Linked DNA regions of Xenopus tropicalis: region 1 is linked to region 2. Evidence: chromatin contacts called from public Hi-C data. All regions are on one chromosome and are shown on one strand. Each heading gives the region's core, a stretch centred on a gene start, on an enhancer-like site or on the middle of the called end of the contact. The rest is flanking DNA. Distances are from core to core; before and after follow the strand shown. Region 1 has its middle 40 kb from the start of sh3bp2. Region 2 has its middle 5.2 kb from the start of tnip2.

The links. Hi-C and Micro-C count contacts between places; a contact is called where the count stands out from the background.
Region 1: a contact with region 2 is called in a Hi-C map of liver, with 7 times the contacts expected there. The contact joins two enhancer-like sites. A contact is called at or near these places in 2 of 5 Hi-C or Micro-C datasets (brain and liver).

What each region holds. Positions count from the first base shown.
Region 1 is chr1:21,945,358-21,948,130 of UCB_Xtro_10.0, forward strand. No RefSeq gene overlaps it. Among named protein-coding and RNA genes, the nearest start is that of sh3bp2, 40 kb to the right of the region's middle. Within about 2 kb of position 1,349, at least 2 of the 11 cell types and tissues checked have an H3K27ac peak or open chromatin away from gene starts, as enhancers often do. A contact at or near this core is called in liver, where this site is marked.
Region 2 is chr1:21,870,919-21,873,833 of UCB_Xtro_10.0, forward strand. No RefSeq gene overlaps it. Among named protein-coding and RNA genes, the nearest start is that of tnip2, 5.2 kb to the left of the region's middle. Within about 2 kb of position 1,488, at least 2 of the 11 cell types and tissues checked have an H3K27ac peak or open chromatin away from gene starts, as enhancers often do. A contact at or near this core is called in liver, where this site is marked.

The DNA.
Region 1 (2,773 bases), core at 99-2,598, 74 kb after region 2:
AAGTCCTATAATTTGAAAATCTAAAGTTGGAATTATTTAGACCACACTAAAGGTGGCCATACACGTAAAGGTCTTCTACCGATATCCCAATCTACGGGTGGGTGATATCAGGGAAATTTAGGCTAATTCGTCGTTTGGCCCCAGGGCCCCATCGAATTATAATGACTGGAATAGGCGCAGTCAGTTTGGGGACCGCATCAACGAGCCGAGGCGGCCCCCGATCCGACTGAATTTTTTAATCTGCCCGATTGATATCTGTCCAATTTCAGGCCAGATATCGGTCGGGCAGGCCTGTCGTTGTTTCCCCTACACGGGCCGATAAGCTGCCGAAACAGTCCAAGGGACTGATATCGGCAGCTACAATCAGCCCGTGTATGGCCACCTTTAGATCTGTGCTAGCCATTCCTGATCTGCCCAAGCCACTACTTCTTTTGAGGGATCCAATTCTAGACTGACCCAACTATATCAGGTGAGAGAGGATACGCCCCCTTCTGTTCATAAAGTCATTATACAGCAAAAGCAAATTTATTTTTGTATATACCCGTGACTAACTTGTCCAACTCTGTTGTTACCAGAGAAGACCAGGGAGGGGCAGGCCAGCATGAGTAAATAAATATGGTGCAACTGCCAGAGGAATCAGGGGACACTTATGCCACGGGCGGTGTTGGCCGTAAGAGATGTTTTGCCCCCAACGACGAAAGATGTGCTCTGCACATCACTACTGGGCAATGCCAGCAAACTTGATATTACATTTACAGTACAGGAATAGGCAGTGTGAAACCCTACAGCTGTAGTTGAACTACACAGAACCCCCTCCGAAAGGATGCATTGGCAAGCAGAGAAACCACAGAACACAAATAATTTTATTTACAGGAAGTCAAACATTTGTGTAGTGATATCACACGTTATCGCTAAACAGCTGCTATTTAGAGATGGGTACCTACCCTGTAAAATACAATATTTTCCAATTCCAACCACCCGGGGCTATGAGAAAATCCCATCATAAAATGCATTTTTGCTGTACTGTGTTACAGTCACCGTTACTCAATGTCCCTTTCTTGTGGGAGCTGCCTGGACGTCAGACTGCTCTGTTTAGAGCTTTATGTTCCATTGACCTTTTTCTCTAGCACTTCCCATCTAGAACTGAATAAAAGTGATAACAGAAAATAAAATCAGATGTTTCAGTATTTGTTTTGAGCACTGACAAAGGGCAAACTTCAGCTAGCTGAGTCAGTAGGTCAGACTTGCCCACGTCAGGGAAAGCTGAATTTCAATCTAGTTCTATTTACACCGCAGCTGTATGACAGCTCTCAAAGGTCGGGGCCCGGGGTCCCTGTTAATACTGGCAGGCTTGTTTCCATTCTGTCAGAGGTGATTGTAAGAAAGGGATCACCCTTCTCACTGACTATTTCTCATGTATTTCCATCCACCCAAGGTTAGTAAGATTTGGAGAGCAGAGGGGGGTGGGTTTGAGCAATAAGAAAACCCCCTTTAGTTTGCTTTGCTTTGAAATCCACTGTATTACATGAAATCGGTGTCGGAGAAAAATCACAACAAAAACGTCAGTTTTTCTGATGATTCATCATAAAATAAGGTTATTGGAGCGTGGGAATAATTGGGGGACGCGTTTAGAAAATGCAGCTAGAAATGACATGCAGGGGCCGATATGTTGTAAAACTACAACTCCCATCAAGCCCTGAGTTTTAGCTAAACATCAACTGGAAGGCTGGAATAGCAAACACACCATGAATGTGGCTTCACCTTGATTTAAAAATGATTAGATTGCATTTAAAGGAAAAAGTACCCCCCTTTTTGACATGGGCTCATTCATTTGGAAATATATATAGAAAAGGTTTATTTCAACAAAAGTAAATCCGGGAGACTAATCTCTAGCAACAATATAAATTGCTAGTGGTAGGGCCAGGGCCGCCATCAGGGAGGCACAGGGGGGACAGTTGTCCCGGGCCCGGCCAATCTTCACTTTTAAAGGGGGCTGTGCCACAGTTTTCTGACTGGCTCGGGCCCCCTTTAATCTATTACGGCCGGGCCCTGTCATTCGATTGATCATGCCCAGTGCGTATGTGTGACGTCAGTATGCACAGGGCGCAACCGTACAAAAAGGCCTGTCTTGCTGAGGAGTACAACGTTGTCAGAGTCGCCGCTGGAGCTGCCACTGCTGAAGAAGGAGATGCCAAAGAAGAAGACGCCGACTTCGGGAGGCACTGTCTATGGGGGGCACTGTCTATGGGGGCACTTTCTATGGGAGGCGCTGTCTATGAGGCAATTGGGGGCACTGTCTATGGGGGCAATTTGGGGCACTGTCTATGGACTATTGGGGGCACTGTCTATGGGGAAATGGGGGGCACTGTCTATGGGGGGCAATTGGGGACACTTTCTATGGGGGGTACTGTCTATGGGGCAATTGGGGGCACTGTCTATGGGGCAATTGGGGGCACTGTCTATGGGGGCAATTGGGGCACTGTCTATGGGGGCAATTGGGGGCACTGTCTATGTGGGGCAATTGGGGGCATTGTCTATGGGGGGCAAATGGAGGCACTGTATAGCCTTAAGGTGGCTATACACAGCAAGATTCGCTCGTTTGGCGAGGTCGCTCCTAAGCTCCTAAAACCACCCATATTTATAGCTGTTTTGTAAATTGTAAGGATATATCATTTTCTAACAATATGTGCCACTGATTAATCCAGTATTGAAAGACTGCTATTTTAAGCAGAAGTCCATTCCTTTAGCTCTTATGAGGTAATGTGCTCACACA
Region 2 (2,915 bases), core at 238-2,737:
ACGCCCCCCCCCCAAACTCCATTCGGTCACATGGTAGCTCCCCAACACCCCACATCTGAGGCATGTACCTCTTCTTCCTACCCCATGTTCTAGCCTTTGATACCTCTATGTTGGATCTAAACATGTATATAATTGCATTTACTATATCATTGTCACTGTGTTATCTTCCGTCTTGTTGTGACACAAGCTGTGTACAAAAAGATCACTCAGTAAAGGAACAGCGTGTTCTTTTTTTTTTCTTTTTTGGTAAATAAATCAGTAAAATACCTAGAAAACTATTTTAGTAGTTGCAATTCTTGTGAAATAGGAATGAGGCAAATCTATAACAGACACACATAGCACTCAAACCCCCATATGTAATAAAATGCACTAAGTTTGCCCAGGAGCAGTAACCTAGAGCCACCAATAAGATATTTGCTTTTAAACAGGTGACCAGGAAATGCTACCTGCTAATTGGGTGCTATGAGTTACTGCACATGAGCAATGTATATGGGCATTATTATGCAATTATACATGTCCAAGATAAACCAATATGAACAGGGTCGGACTGGGGGGTGCAGGGCCCACCCGGGCTTCCAATGGCCCTTGCCGCAGCCTTTCACTCCCCGCAGGCCCACTAATCCGACCCCTTCCCCCGAGCACCCCTAATTAAACTTATGATCAGCACGTCAGGGGAGGCGGGAGGGAGACCTGTATAGTGCCCTGGGGATCAGGTCTGGGCTGCCGGGACCCACCGGGTTTTTTCCCAGTCTCCCAGGGGCCCTGTCTGACCCTGAATATGAAGGAAGGGGTCTAGCAACCAGATATGTGTTCTAAAGCAATGCCATGTTATAGAAAAAAATTGAGCATGGCTGCAGCTTGGAGCTCATAGCTTAAGGCAGGCCCAGACTGGCAATCTGTGGGCTCTGGCAAATGCCAGAGGGGCTGCTGTAAGGTGCCATAGTCACTCACTATTTATTGGGCTGGGGGGGCTGTTTGGGCCCCTGTGTACTTGGAATGCCAGGACCTATGCTGGCTCACAGACCAGGCCTGGCATAAGGTACCCCAGAGTTATGACTGATCCTTCCTTTCTGCAGCCAAACCTCTGTCCTAAATTCACACAAGGTTCATGGCACAATGGAGTAAATAGGGGCCCACGGCCCTTCCCAATGCTGTGGTCTAATGACCCACTCTCTTAAATTATGGTCCTGAAGACAGCAAAAAGTTTTAAGGAGAGTTAGCAAAGGGTAGGCAAGAAAACCACCTGTCTGCTGCAGGGGTCAGTCTATGGCATATGCGTTCCGTGTTCTAGGGGAAATGAAGCACCAAAAATAATGTCGTCCCTAGCAATTGGTTAAATGTGAACGGTGCATTTTAGCTTGCCCTTTACTGGATTAGGTAATGAAATTCTGTTTTTGCCTCCTCTTTGCTGCTGGGAAAGAATGGTGGGATGTGCCCTGTAATAACGGGTCTCACCAGCCTTTAGAAACCCGTAGGAAATGAAGTAACTTCTCGCCACTGTGCGTCATGAAATTCTGCAGAGTTAATTGCCTCATAGACAACCGGCCTCCAAGCAGAGTCTTAACGATGGGAACCAAATTAATTAAAAACACTGTCATTTTCTTTGATTGCGCAACATTATGCACAAAGTATTACATTTATGGTGCAGAAAGTGATTCCCTGTTTAAAGCAAATGCATGACTTTCACTTGATTTTATCTTTAATGTTCAGCCAAACATATTCACATTGGTCATAGGTGAGCTGATAGCCCTGTATATCTCTATATATTCATGTACTGCTAGGTGTGGGAGCTGCCATACTGCCCAGGTACAAGTCTGATTTGCACTCTGGGAATCCTATAAATTGCCCCCCCCCCCCCCCCCCCCCCCATTGACTAATTCTTTTGTTGCATTTATATTGGTGTTTCTTAAAGGAGAAGGAAAGGTAAAAACTAAGTAAGCTTTATCAGAAAGGTCTATGTAAATACAGCCATAAGCACTCACAGTAACGCTGCACTGAGTCCTCTATCAAAACATACAGGATTTCTTGTCTGTTTGTTTTCTGTGCCAGAGACACGCAGCTCTCTCCTCTCTCTGGCTCCCCTTTTTGTTTGGCAGCTTTCCAGTTTGGAATTTGAGCAGCAGGAAACAGGGTCCAATTTAACCTAGCAACCAGGCAATGGTTTGAATGTGAGACAGGAATATGAATAGAGGGTGGCCTAAACAAAGTAAGTAATTAGATTGATTCTTTAGAAGTTAGAATAGTGTTTATGAACCTTGTTTATATAAGGCAAACTGCATCTTTAATACTGCACCAAACTGGAATATATATATCAGTAAATATTGCCCTTTTACATCTTTTCCCTTGAGCCGCCATTTAGTGATGGGCTGTGTGCTCCTTCAGAGATCAGCTGACAGGAAGTAATGCAGCTCTAACTGTAACAGGAAGTAGTGTGGGAGCAAAAGGCAGAACTCTGCCCATTCATTGGCTGATGGGGCCTAGCATGTATGTGTGCCTTGGCTTGTTTGTGTGCACTGTAAATTGTATGATCCAGTGACTTGTGGGAAGGCCAGAATGCTTGCGCAAGGCACTATATCTGTATACAGAGTGGGGTGGAATTAGTTGTGTTATATAAGAATAACCGTGACTGTACATAAGGCTTAAGGAGTGAATCAGCAGAGGAGCAGCTGGAGACTGGAATTTACAGTCAGCCCATCAGGCAGGCAGTTTACTGGAAATGAAAGCGTATAGTTTACGCAAAGTTCTTATTAATGTATAGTCTCACTATAAGGGGCTGGGAGAGGATCCGTGTCTGTCCTGTAATAGGATCATTATAGGGGCTCATTTTTAGTGGGGCTGATATATCAACCTTCCAATTCCAACTTGCCATGATTTGACATTTTTTGAGCTAAAATCCACAAATTTAAATTGGGGTT